Linked DNA regions of Thunnus thynnus: region 1 is linked to region 2. A link is a contact called in public Hi-C data. All regions are on one chromosome and are shown on one strand. The core of a region is the stretch at or near the end of the contact, and the rest is flanking DNA. Distances in the headings are between cores, read along the strand shown.

Region 1 (7,050 bases), core at 198-2,697, 150 kb after region 2:
GGTTTCGTGCAGAAACCTGAAGCGCCGGTGTTTGAACAGCCAGATGGTCAGGATAGTGAGAGTTAGGAGCATGATGAAAATGAGCAGGTCCGCGCTGTCCTGCCTGTGGCTCTCCTCAGCCTTCTTCTCTGTAACGATGTTCTCCATGGCACTGTCCTCCTGAGGTGAGGATGCTCGGCAAACACAGACGCACACAGACAGGCTCACTAGCACGAGCAGCCACAGCGTCCTCGTCGCCCTCCAGGCGCTGTTGACAGTGAGTTTAGAGCCCATCTCAGCTGCTCGGCGGCCAAATGCGCCAATGTCGTCGTGGATAAAACCCCAGACTTTGTGCAAATATGTTACACGAAGTGGGGGGAGTGGACTGCAGAAAGACGACAGCAACAGAGGAATCGATTCCGGCCCGGAAGTGAAATGTCTCTTCCCCCGCAGAAAGTGTACAATGTTTATTTCGAAATAAAAGCACCAGAGGAAAATTATGCTAGTTTGAATCATTTCAAATAGAGACCATTTCGAGCCACGAATTGATTAATCCCTAATGTGAATTATGAATGAGCAAAACGTTTTGATATATACAATATATACATATTTTCATAGCTGATGAGACAATAGTTGTAATTGGGAGCTTTTATTATGAAATCTCAGATTTTCGTCATCATTCTGAAGAGGAAGTGAGACTGATAGCGAGAGATTTTCTTTTCCTAGGATGGCGAAGTCACGACCCGCCCCTATTCTGCCTCTGATTGGCTGACCCTGATATTCTTACCTAATCCCAACCAATTTCATTCCTCATGTGCAAACCTAACCAACCCAACCAACAAAGACAATGAGTACTAGCCAATCAGAAGTAGAGTAGGGCGGGTCATGACTTCGCCATCCTGGGAAAAATTTGGCTTGCGGTTTATCTGTTTAATTTTTTTTCTATTATTTTAACAGTATATCTGATTAATTTATATGCACAAACTTGAGTCAAATGAGACAACCATTTAACGATTAATATAGTTGATTTTTTTTTTTAATTAAAAAATTCCGATTATGTCTGGGGGGTTTCTCTGATGCTGGCTTCGCTTCACAAAAGACAGCAATGCTACTATGCAAAAACAGCTGGATATAATTTTATTATTTTGCAACATAAGTGGTATTTGTGTGAGTTTTTATTTTTTCGAGACTGTCATCAATTTTAACAAGTCTCGCGATACAAAGTAAAAGAGCGGAATTTATGTGCCGTTCCCTTTTATCGGAAATTATTGGTTTAGTTATATATTGATTTTATATATTTATATATACTAATCCTGGTCCTTCATTTCATAAAGCCAGCGTACAAAAACGAGTTTCCATGTTTTATGTTGTGTTTATGATTATTTCATACAGCATATTGTGGTTTTAAGTATGATTTTTAATAACGTGTGATAAGTGTGTGCCCTGGATGCCGAAAAGGGTTACATTCAAAATTTCCGAGGAGGACTTGAACGCAGCAAGACGTCGCAGCAAGACCTGATTGTTCTGTGTTTCTGAACTGTGTCGATTTTTGGTTGAAATCGGCACAGTCAGTCTTTCCCTCTCAAGTCTTAGGTCTTTCCTTCTTTTTACCATTTGAACACATTTATGCAACGGCAACGTCCAAGTTACGAAAACGAAAATGACATCTAAACTGAAAGGTACGTTGGCAGCTTTTCCTATTGCTAAGCTAACGTTAGCTTGCTAGGTAACAACGTTTTTCCCTCTGTTTTTGTAAACAATAACCAATATGTCTGCCTAGTGTTTTTGTGTGGAAAAGAACATAGTAATAATAGCAATTAAATACGATTACGAGCATATGGATGCCACACGGTGTGAACAGTGCTCGCAACTGTAATAACTTAGCAGCTATTTCACCAGGGTTAATTAATGTTGTGTTTGGTGCATCAACGTTAAGTTACACACACCGTCACACGAACTGTGAACTTTTGCAAAAAAAAGTCACTTGCTGTATTCAGTTAATGTTGGCTGTAGCACAATGTCGCATTTAATGTGATTTCATTTTAGATGTAAGTCGTAGTTAATCTACTTAATCCTACCTGACTCACACTTCTACTGCAATGGCAAAAACAAGCCTCATGTATAAATTGTATCATATTTATTATAGATCACCTGAAACTATGCTATTTTATTGAACAGTATGAGCTAATACTTTTGAGAGACGTCACAGTACTGTTGGTTGTTTTACCTATGATGACGGCTGAGATCAGGTCCCAGCCTGACAACGTTATCTATCACTAGGAATCAAGAGAATAATTATAAAATAGCTCTTGTGATAGTCTAAACATATAAATTATTGTAGTCGTTCATATTCTGCTCTTCCTATAGTTCAGTAGACTTTATTTACATCTAAAAAAAAAAGAAGATATGTTTCCAAAGTAAAAATAAAAAAGATATTGAGAATACATGTAGCATAAATGTTTTCTTCGTTATGTGGTAGAAGATATTAAACAAAAATGAGACAAGCAGTAAAAGATGGCAGAGAAGATGAATTTAATTTTGAAGACTATTCCAAAAGTGGGAGCTCTAATAGCAAGGGCAGAGTGATGAAACCATCCAAGCAGTTACTTGTGTTTATTCAACATAAAACTAAAAGAGTATCCTCTTTAATACTAGACAGAAGCCAGATACTGTATATGGCACTGTATATTACATCTATCTGTATGTTCTTAGTGGATTGTTTACTGTATATTGTACTTGCATAAATACATAGCCAGCAACAGTAAAACTGATTTCTTTGATTTTTGGTGATGTCTTTTTGTTTCTAGTTGGGAAGACTGGCTCTAAGAATAAGGAGGATGCTCCATATGAGTTGGAGAGTCAGTTTATTCTGAGGCTGCCTACGGTGAGAGTGTTTTACACACTGAAAACACTTTGCTCTATTAAATTCATTGTGACCAATTGCTGAAAATGACATTGATCATGTTTTTCTTTTTTAGGAGTACGCCTCAACAGTAAGAAGGATTGCCCAGTCTAGCAGTATGAACATGAAAGATAGACTCACCATCGAGTTGCACCGTAAGATGGTTTATCAGTGGCCATAGTCTGACCTGTGTGACAACATTTATCCTATTTGACTTAGATATTGCTCAAACATAAAACTGTCTGGTTATCCATTAAAAATCCAGTCAAGAACTAAGTCTAGATTCTGAAATATACATATGGTAAATATGTGCAAATACATATGTGTATGAGTGAAACATTCATTTCTCATTCTTTGTAATTTTTTACTTCAAGTGCACTCGTATTCAGTATCTGCATTTTACTGTAGCACTATCATCATACGTAAAATAACCTTACGCTATGCCATCCTTTAAGTCTGGAAAACTTAAAGGATGGGTTCAAAATTTTTCAAGTCTGTCTTAAAACAATAGTCAGGTGCTCAAATGAACATTGAAAAGAGGGGGTTTTATACTAATAAGACAAAATCAGGAAGATATCCACTTGATTTGACTGTCTGATTGATGAAGCCTCATATAAGCTTCAGATAAACTTTTAAAGATATTTTTGCACAAAAGGAGGGCTGTGGATTTTGACCACACACATTGTAAGCACATTTGGAGGGGATATTTTAATAGTCCATATGAAAAGGAGGAATTATTACAGCAAGAAACACCTCTTTCAGTGTTTATACAGACACCTGACTGTTGTTTTAAGACAGACTTGAAAAACTGTGAACCTGTTTTGCAGGTCTTAAGAATAACAAATAGGTACACATCTACTGTTTATCAATTTCATTGTTTACACACACTTTGTCTTAACTTAACAGTGACTGCAGTGTCTTAATGGCAGTGGTTACCACATTCTCACACACAGTATATCATAATAATCGATCATGTCGTCCCTCTTATTCGTAGCTGATGGTCGCCATGGTATAGTGAGAGTGGACCGTGTCCCTCTGGCCTGCAAACTGGTGGATCTGCCCTGTATGATTGAGTCTCTCAAAACAGTGGACAAGAAGACATTTTACAAGACTGCTGATGTCTGCCAGGTAGAACAGCAATATAGCATGAAATTAAGGACGTACTCTTCATTGGATACGTTTGTCTAGAATGCTTGTTTAGAATGCTTTTAACATGTTTACATTAACATTTAAAACTTAGATCATGTCATGGTGTTTTCATATTAGTTACAGTAGTGCTACTACATCAATCAGTAGAATACAGTGTCATTTACCATTCATTTCTGCATCTGTTGGTTAGATGCTGGTGTGTACACTAGATGGAGACCTTTACCCTCCTTTAGAGGAGCCCACTGGCACCGACCCGAAGAGCAAGAAGAAGGACAAAGACAAGGACAAGAAATTCATTTGGAACCATGGCAGTAAGTAGGCAAACGTGTACACACAACTGCTTTTTGAGAACTTTGCAAATCAGTAATTCAGGAAGCATCAATGCCCTCCGCAGCTGATTGAGTCATTTTGACTTCACTAATCCTGTTTTTTTTTTTTTTGTCTCTAGTCACTTGCCCTCTGAAGAACACACGCAAGAGAAGATTTCGGAAGACTGCGAAAAAGAAGGTTTTGACATTTTCATTTGCCCCTCAGCTCTCCCCTCCCATCCGTCTCTTTAGCATCCCGTCTGATGATCCATCTCTTTCCCAGGCTTTCTTCCAACAAGACATTTACATTTCATAAAAGAGAAACTCTGGTGAAAGTGAAAACTAAGATTTACATATAAATAAAGTCTTTCCATCTTAGTTTGCCCCAAAGGCTTGCAAAAAAAGCAATTTCACTATTGCTCTGATCAAAGTGAAAGCGAGTGTGCTTGAGAACTACACTTCTACTTTGTCTTTTGAATAAATCTTCCTGACGGTGCAGAGCTGAGCCATATTGATTTGTCTGCTTCTGTTTTTAATCGCTAATGTGCCTCCTGGCATATGGCCAGCAGCCTTTGTGTGTGTGCGTGTGTTTGTGAGGAAGAAGAGAGCGAGATAGATGCCGCTAACGCTACGTGTAACCCAATCTCTCTTTCCTTTCTTGCAGTACATTGAATCTCCTGACGTGGAAAAGGAGGTGAAGAGATTGCTCAGCACAGACGCTGACGCTGTCAGTGTTCGTATCCTTTTTAAACATTTACAGATATTTTGTATGTCCATCTTGTAAAGCCTAAAAAGCAGGAAGCACATAAGCAACCAGTAGAAGCAAAACAACACTATTGTGCATCTCATATAACAGCAAAAATATTTTGAACTCAGATAAGGAGTGTGCATCATGTAATGTGACGTTTTAAGTGATTTGAGGGCAAACATAACCTCACTCCCATCTAGCAATCAAAAAGGTTATTCCAAGGCCCAAGTAGGTGTCCTGACTCCCGCCCAGCTCACCTGACTTGACTCTGTCTAATGCCTTTGTGAGAGAGATGCACTTTGCAAGAAGTCTATTAGTGCTCTAATGAAAGTCTAAACTTGCCTGACAGAATAAGAGCACAGCAGGGCGGCTTTGAGTGGCTGCTTGCTGTGTTTTAATTGAGATGGACCGTTCATTATTATTGCTTAGTTGGTCACAGTGAAGCTAGTTTCTAATTATAGTTTTAGCATCGCATGCTGCAGCAGACACACACATGACACACTAATGAATGTTAAAGTTAAGGCAGTTCTTGTGGATTATCATGAGGTTTTTACCCTTCAAGTCTACTTCAAATGGAAAGTGAAAGATTTGAAAGACCGTGAGTCTCTGAGCATAACACTTCTGAAGGTTGAGTGGAATGCACTGAGGGTATGTTGACCTTAACCTATGATTGTCAGGGTGGGAAATAATAGCGGAGGATGAGTCCAAGGAAGCCGACCAGCATGGCTCTCTGGCCAACCTGGACTCATCACCTGGCACCTCAGGACACAAAATGGGCCATGGGTCCTCTGGTAAGTGAAACATATTGAGCTGCAACGGTTAGTCAATTAGTCGATCAGTAATCAACTATTTTAATATGTAGTCATTTTGAGTCTTTTTTCAAGAAAAAATACTAGAATTCTCTCCTTCCAGCTTCTTAAATGTGAATATTTTCTGGTTTCTTTAGTCTTCTATGATGATAAACTGAATATCTTTGGCTTGTGGACTGTTGGTTGGGACAAAACAAGACATTTGAGGTCGCACCTTGGGCTTTGATCGCCATTTTTCACCATTTTCTGACATTTAGAACAAACAAATAATCGATTAATCGAAAAAATAATCAACAAATTAATTGATAATGAAAGTAATCATTAGTCGCAGCCCGACTTATATATCTAGTGAATCATCAGGAAGAAGAAGCTTAAAGTGATGGGCGTTGTTAGCAGGGTGGCAGACGGTTTTTGTGCACTAAGAAAACAGATTCTTAACACCATTTTAAAACTTTCTCAGTCAGGTCAGGGTGTATGCCAGTTCCCCCATTCAGTTAAAGAAGTTAAAAGTGCTGCAGTTGCTACAGTAAGTTTAAAGAAAAAGTGTTGAAAGGTTGTTTTGTTTGCACTACTAAAGGCAAATCAATCAGTGTGCTCCAATCCTTTTTTCCCCCTGAATTTTGCTGTCCTTGTTCAGAAAAGTCCCTGATTCAGCTGCACATCGTTGAGTGTTGAGTGGAGAACCCTGTTTCACCTACCTCAAACATATCTTTGGCATTTCTGCACTGCACCATCTTGTTACTTACTGTCTAACATATACATTAATACTGATAAGCTACAATGTCCCAATTTATTGGTCAAACTCTACAAATTGACAAAAGTCAATTTTGATGCAAATCTACAATGAAATTATAAATCTGTGAGTAATAAAGGTCTATCTGCTTTTGCTGGGAAAAAGATGTAACGACTGCGATTGGACCCTGGTAGCTTTTGTGGTTGACTTGACATTTTGCTTTGTTGCACTATGCCTTCACCTCAACAGCATTTTTCCTTCTTCATTTCAAACACGCAAACCACCCGTGCTACTCGATAGCCTCCACCCCAGCAGTATGAAATGGAAATAGAGAGCACCTGAGCATCAGTTACTCTTTGACCGAAAAATTATTTTTGCCCTGGTTTCCCCAGAGGACCTTTTTGGCTTCTAGATGTAGAGTA
Region 2 (7,577 bases), core at 2,812-5,311:
AAACAGTGGAAGGGTGCAAACAGTCACATCCCTCTTTACATAGGCCTACTTGTATTTTTCCCCCTTGAAATCTTCACAGAATATTTTATAGTTACATAATAGCGCATAGAATCACAATTGTTTATGGTTAGAACAGCTGTTTTGTCAATCACATTTCTATCAAACCATGAAGTAGAGATGCTACGATTATAGACTGTGATGGTATGATTATAGTCTGGGAGGAAAAAATCACAGTTTCATGATTATTATGCATTAATTTACTTCACAAAACTACAGCTGGGTAAAATCACATGAGCATTTGTTCAACCCACTGTTGAAGTTCAACCCACTGTTGCAGGATTCTGCAACAGTGGGTTGAACTTCAACAGTACCAGAGGTAGTCTTAAGTTAAAAGTAAATAAGAAAAATGAAAATAAATAATCCATGCCAAGATTAACTTTTATTGGACATTGCAGTAATGACTTTAGTTGATTTCTAATATTTAAAATATAGTATTTTTTACTATTATTATTATTAATATAAGATTAAAATGTACTTTATTGATCCCCGATGGAAAACTATTACTAAGTTAGGTAATAAACTGAAGTGTTTTTATTATGAACTGTCATCCATGCTTATTTTTAATTCATTTTTAATAATTTATTTTACTAATGAATCTACTTTAAATGTGGCCTGAGAAATTCCTATTATTCTATTATTGTTCTTTTTTTTTTTGCAGTTTTAGTAAAAACAAAAGAAATACATTTTTATGCAGGTGTTATTAATCACTGAATGCAATTAATTAGATCCCATGGTACAATGCTGGAAGTCTACAAGATCCTAATGTTAAGTTAGTCTTTTACACCGAGCATATTTACCTACCATACCAGTGTTTGCTCAGCACAGATAGGAGAATGCAACAGGATGTGAATGGTCACACTGAAGCCCACTGCTTCTCTTCTGCTGATTGTGAGTGACACGTTTATATTTACTTCCCTACCAACTCAATGTCTCATTAAAGTAATGTTTGCTAACTTAGTTATTACTTAGTGTATCACCTTCACTTAGAGCATGCATAGCTGGATGGTGATCTCAAAGTTGCATTAAGTTCGAGGTGTTGAATCCTTTAGCAGTGACTTCTCTTTGGTAAGTTTTAACATTGGGGATCTGTCCTATTGATCAACCCTTTGGCCATTCTTTATGTATCCAAAATACTCCCACACTGACAATTTAAGGTCTTTTAGTGAATACAACGCTACAGTGTTGGGTCCCTCAGCCACTGCCAGGACACTTCTCATCTGCTTTAGTTAATGTAGGCCCCCTCAAACACAAATAAAGGAGTTGCTCTCGAGACAGCTTGTCTAACTTTGCGTACCTGAACTTGTTGCAGCACAGCATTTCAAGCTGGTAAACCAGGTTTGTTTTGGCTCCGCCCGCAGTCTGTTGGTTGCGCCTATGGACTTTTTTTTTTTTTTTACACAACTGTCGTTATAATTTTCTTCACAGTACAACTGTTGTTCTGGAAAAATAATGAACCATAATGTCCCTTTTTTTGAGAGTGAGAACAGAAACACTCGGTGTAGCTGAGCTTTTACGGTTACAGAACTGTGACTTTTAAAGAGCGGTTAATAGTGAAATTAGTTCATCACTGCATCCCTACCATGGAGTGCTATACCTCGATTTGTTCAGAAGAATGAGGCCTTTCCAGTCAAATTAATCTTACAAGTAAGTGGAAATATCTAAGAGCATGACAGCTGAAATAAAAAATGCCTGAGTTTTGCTGAATTGGGAGATTTCCTGGGTAAACAAACTTCAACTCCTGCTCCAATGAGCTTGCATCTAGGTGTTATTTTTACATGTCCAGACACGCCTGCCTTGCCTTCAGGTCTTAAGAGGAATAATGAATATATGCATAATGATCATATAATGATAATGGTTGTATAGGTGCGGTCTGATATTCTTTGACATGTAAGCTCTAATAGCTCTGTGAGAGGGCTAGACTTTGTCTTTTTTGTGCTACACTCCTGTTTGGACTCTCTTGCTTCCTCTAGTTGGATAACTGATGACACATTCACAGGTATTTGTTACACATAATTATATAGGTTTGTCCCTGGTATTATTGGAAATGTTAATATCTATCCTCATTGTTTTTATACTGATCAAAATTTAATGCCACCCCTCCTATAAATTAAGACCAAAAATTATTAACACGATTTAAGACTCTTTAAGGATCCACAGGGACCCTGAGTGGATATAAAACTTCTAAACTTCACAAGAAGCTGACCAATTAGGTCAAACTTAACATGTGAATTAGAGAACAAATTTGAAGACCAAAACTCACATTGATAACACAAGCATCTTTAGATCTGCCATCTGAGGTAACGAGGCAGCCAATGGGAAAGCCCGGATTGCAGTACTTCTGACCATCTTCCACATCATAGCACCATGTGACCGGCATGTTGTCAATGATCCTGAAAAAATAATTTGTTAACCTCAAAAAGTTTCTTGATAAATAATATCTGAGAAGACACCTGCTTGCTAACAAGTCTTCCCTGCTACTTCCATCTATCTTTCACTCAACGGCTCCAGGCTAAAAATAACTCACTAATGAATAATTACAGTACAGAGCAGTATATTTGTTACTAACCAGTGGTGCTGGTAGTTCAGCTGCATTCCCATCTTAAGAAAATCCAGTTTGGTGGCATCCTCCTTGTTGCCTTTCTTGTAGGTTTTTGTGCATACTGCCTGACATTTCACATCTTGTTTGAAGTTGAACTATAAAAGGCAGATGAGAAGCGTGTTGCATTAATAGAGCACATTCAACATAGAGGGCTGAAATGGAATCTAAAATATGCAACAGAACAATCACCATGCATACTTAGATTTACAAGTACCTTGTACGGTGAAGACTCAATTCGTTCACCAAACAGCACCTGTCCAAGGTTCTCAGAAGGCCTCTTTTCCTTTGCATCTTTGCAAAAGTCGAACCTTTAACAAATTCACATTGTCACACACAATGAAAGGATGATTTAGAGCTGGACAACATATATCCAGACATTAAACAACTGACTTCAGACATAAACTAATTGTTACTTACACGTCATACTCATAAGGCAGGACTGACTCCACAGAATCCAAGCGATTGACGAACAGCTGGATCACTGTCTGTAAAGACGCAAAAATAATTTGTCTGTCATTCTATATCTGCCTAAATTAAAACAAATCGGACTTTCAAGCCCAAATTGTGGGCTACAACCAGCCAGAAGTTGTGCAGTTAACAGGTTGTGCATGTTTCGTGTCGACTGATGTAATATAAATAGGAAGTAAATGACTCAGTTGTAACCGAAGATTTGATGATCTGTCTCTCAAAGGTGAAGGAGTGGATCCAAACTTACCTGGACCACGTAGCCGAGCGGCGGCCAGTCAAGCTTACTACAGTGATGGCTATTAGCGTCATCTGTCATCTTTCATTATTTGAATCAGTGTTAATTTGCTAACAATATCGTGCTAGGCTGGTGAAAAAACCCGACAACTCAGTAAGAATGAATATATATTTATATATATGCCCCCTGTCAACGAGGGCATTTACATTTAGCAAGCACTAGAATATGATGCTAGTCCTCCGGCTGCAGGCAATGGAGGAGCCGGGGCCTAAAGAGAGTACTGGCTAGCTAGCAAGAGTGAGTATAACAAAATAACATGCCAATTACATTTTGGGCAGAACATTTACAACACTACAGAGGAACTGTGAGTTTTATTAACTAACCATACCTGGCAATCTTCACCACCTTTGTTATCTTCACAGAAACTCACTGGGGCTAAACCCGGAAGATAAAACGACGAGCACGGACAGAAATGTGAGACCAGCAAGTAGACCAGCACAAAACCAAAGTGTATCCGCCTCTTCATTTTATCGCGGACACGGTTAATCGCAGATTTTGTCTTCTTATGTCAAAGGAGAGTGCTCCTTCTTGTGAGGGAAACGGTTTCTTGACGTTAGCTGTGCACGGTTAGCTAGCTCTTTCAACTCGAGACGCAGTGCCTGACCTGTCTGTCGCAACTAGCTCTGCCAAGCTATGCGGAAACGGATACATATTCACCGGAAGTCAAGTGTTTTGACTTTCAATAGAAAATATGTAGTGTTAAGTATATAAAATAAATACATTTATAGCTGGTGTAGATATACACACAGTCATTGTATATTTTGTATGATACTCGTGCATACATTAGTATAACAAAAACGGTTACAAACTATTGCATTTTCAAACTGAGCAACACTTACAGTTGCAGTGATTTTATTTTGAAAAGAAAAAAATCGGATGTCATATTCTGTTCTGACCGACTTGACGCCGTCGAAGTAACACTGACGTTGCCTATAGGCTACCTCATTACACCATGGATCCTTGTTTTCTTTATATACATATATACATATAAAATAGTTGAGTTTTGCACCGCACATTAGTAAGACACACGTTTTGTAATAAAAAGAATAGCTCGTCAAAAGGTGGCAGTGCACGAAATGAGAGATAAAAGTATGCGAAGAGAAACTATTTTTAGATAAAAGAGATTATTGTAAGAGGCGGCTGGACAAACCAGAAAAACAAGATGCAGCAAACAGCTGTTGTCATGAAAGTTGGTAGAATTGCATATTTTCGTCCACTACGTCTTGTCCTAAATTCATGTTGGGATATAGTTTACTGTGTTTATTAAAGACTGTACAATAACATAAGCAGGAAGATGTCATAAGAACATACAGGACTAAATACAACAGGCTGAACAAGGAAGAATCAGATAAATGCAAAGAAACTGTTGAAGGAGTGCCTAGTTTAGTCTGTATGGGAGTGGAGTATTGAAAGGTTGCTGTAGATGGCGGATAAACAGAGGTAGGTTTTTTCTTTATTGACATTAAAAAAACCCAATTTTATTCAAAATTATTCTACAGTATAATATACGTCATAAAGTTTTTTTGATTCTGGGTTAGTGGCTGTCAGTGTACTTACAGACAACGCAACAACTTCAGAAATATACATAAGGAATGTCTGTAAACAGAAACCGTTTCTGTGAACTGTAAGCAGGATACAAATAGTGCAAAGACGTGAGGAGTGCTGAGATAAATATTGGATGATAAGAAAAAGTGACATGTTACTTTATATACAGAAGGTGGTTATGCACGGTTTATACAGCCTGTTCAAATATACAGCAATGAATGTAATATATTACATTTACAGAAGAAGAAAAAAACTCTGAGTTAGGGGGACTTAAATTCATACAAAGATTTTAAACAAAGAGAAAAAAAAAATGTTTTTACAGCCTTTATATAGGAAGAAAAACGAATCGAGTCAATGTAGTGTTTGACCTCCTTTGTGAAGAAGTTTTTGTGTTGACGAAGCTTTTTACCTGTAAATTTGCCTTTATGAATATGAAATTGTCGGCCAATAAAATTAAAAGATCAGTGATATACAAATTCTAATGAGTGTCATCTTTTAGTATGCCAGACAGTACATGTTTCCGTACAAATAAAAAATGATAACAATTTTCAATCAATATAGTTGTTGATAAAAAATACACGTCATCCAAAAACAATACTAAAATAAATTAACCGCAGTCTCAGGGATACTATAACAAAATGTACAACTTATGTTCAGTTATATATTTGATCAAATCAATGAATACGTTTGAAACAGGTACAACATCTAGAAACAGTTCTTGAAGTCATGATGATGTTACACTCCGGTACAGTAGGTGGCGACATGCGCGTTTCGCATTAGTCTGTAGCCCGCCATTAGACAAAAAAGAAGAGGAAGAAGCAGAAGAAGAATACGAAGAAGAAGAAGACGAGGAAAAGAAGAAGGGGAATAGGAACCGTTGTTGAGTTTATTACGGCTGCACCCATCCGCGGCATAGCGGTGTTAATGCAAACTACAACAGTAGTATTGTTTTTTACGTTTTAACGGGTGTAAAGGCTAAGTCTCCCGTTAACAGCTGGAATAATAGCGTTAGTCAAGTAACTAGCTAACGGTACAACCGCTGGCACGTTTAACGCCATTTTGCGCATTCAACAGCCCAAGACTTTCGCCAGCAGCAGGTAATAATCACCACAGAAATGTCTGAGTACCGAGAGCAAAATGAGCGCCAATATTATGTATATTCTAATATTGCATACGACCTTTTTTCTTGTTGTTGCAGGTGGGGCGTTTTTGCAGCATGGCAGAAGCAGACCGACCAGGGAAGCTTTTCATCGGCGGGCTGAATACCGAGACCACCGAGAAGGCCCTGGAGCAGTACTTCAGCAAATATGGCAGGATTGTCGAAGGTGTGGATGGAAACATTGTTGGCCATTTTCACTTCAGGTCGTATCTTGGTTAAGTGAGGATACAATGTATAAGAAAACAGATATTTAAGAAGAAAAGAAATGCGTTATCAGTTAATGTTACTTCATAAATCACTGTGTGCGGATCCGTGCTATTGATGCACATCAAATATGTATCAAGCAGTGTCTTCAGTTTCTAATTATCAGTTAATGAAATGAATTGTTAATTGATATGAGTATTTTAAAACGTGAAACTGAAAAAACAAACAAATCATTGAAGAAATGTCAACTAACAGCACGATTCTGTGGTCGATTAATGTAATTCATTGTGTCTTCATTCACTTAAATGGGCCCCATTTGTTTTCACGTTCGGTAACGTAAATCATATTTTGAGCTGGCCTTATTGCTCCTTACTTGCCGTAAAATGTAAGTTAGTGTCTAGCAGCAGGAAATAAGAATATCTTTTGAACCATGAAGGGTACATATTGGTTAAAACCGAAAACAGTGAGTCACAGCTGTAGGTAGTAAAATGGGAGTAGCAAAAAGAACACTTTGTTTTCTCCAGCTTAAATTGTTGCAAAAGAAGCTATATTTATACTTTTTGTCAAGCAATTCTGTAAATAGATAAAACCATCAGTCACAAAGCTCATGATCTGTTCTTTCCTCTGTATTTCAGTTCTTACACTATATTTCTTCATTTCAGTTCTTCTGATGAAAGACCGTGAAACAAACAAATCAAGAGGTTTCGCTTTTGTGACATTTGAAAGTCCGGCTGATGCAAAGGATGCAGCACGTGAGATGAATGGAAAGGCAAGTCCTCTCTTTAATCAGGCATAATTTAGAAAAGATCTTTAAAAAAAAAAAAAGAAAATCATCTTGAATTTGCATTTGTAACGGTGCCTCTTCTACTGTAGTCCCTTGATGGTAAACCTATCAAAGTGGAGCAAGCTACCAAACCTCAGTTTGAGAGTGCTGGTAGGCGAGGACCACCACCCATGCACTCCCGCAGTCGTGGTCCACCCAGAGGCCCCCGTGGGTCCAGGGGAGGTCCTGGTGGTATGAGGGGCCCACCATCCAGAGGTAAATTACCAAACTTATTTGCTTAGTTGAGTTTGTGAAATTGTAATAGTAAAATATATTAATTTAATGTATTTTTTGTAATACATCCTTTTGAGTTTATTGTGTTAATATTTGCATTTCTTGTCTGTTATAAGACTACTATGATAATTCAGGGAATGTAGAACCCTTCTTTAAAGGGATGTCATCCAGAGGTCCCCCTCCGATGAAG

The links. Hi-C and Micro-C count contacts between places; a contact is called where the count stands out from the background.
Region 1: a contact with region 2 is called in a Hi-C map of heart, with 5 times the contacts expected there. The contact joins the promoter of taf7 here to the promoter of tm9sf5 in region 2. A contact is called at or near these places in 3 of 3 Hi-C or Micro-C datasets (heart and muscle).

Annotation. Positions count from the first base shown.
Region 1 is chr9:21,084,596-21,091,645 of fThuThy2.1, forward strand. taf7 (TAF7 RNA polymerase II, TATA box binding protein (TBP)-associated factor) reads left to right here and starts at 1,448. Exons shown (of 12, transcript XM_067599647.1): 1 at 1,448-1,658; 2 at 2,787-2,863; 3 at 2,958-3,036; 4 at 3,876-4,009; 5 at 4,221-4,341; 6 at 4,479-4,537; 7 at 5,003-5,075; 8 at 5,764-5,877. The coding sequence starts at 1,640. slc9a6a (solute carrier family 9 member A6a) reads right to left here and starts at 423. Exons shown (of 16, transcript XM_067599646.1): 1 at 1-423. The coding sequence starts at 273.
Region 2 is chr9:20,935,777-20,943,353 of fThuThy2.1, forward strand. It overlaps tm9sf5 (transmembrane 9 superfamily protein member 5), which reads right to left and starts at 4,062. Exons shown (of 18, transcript XM_067599622.1): 1 at 3,751-4,062; 2 at 3,077-3,144; 3 at 2,874-2,967; 4 at 2,627-2,754; 5 at 2,321-2,450. The coding sequence starts at 3,888. rbmx (RNA binding motif protein X-linked) reads left to right here and starts at 5,780. Exons shown (of 10, transcript XM_067599626.1): 1 at 5,780-6,064; 2 at 6,166-6,292; 3 at 6,993-7,099; 4 at 7,204-7,369; 5 at 7,531-7,577. The coding sequence starts at 6,184.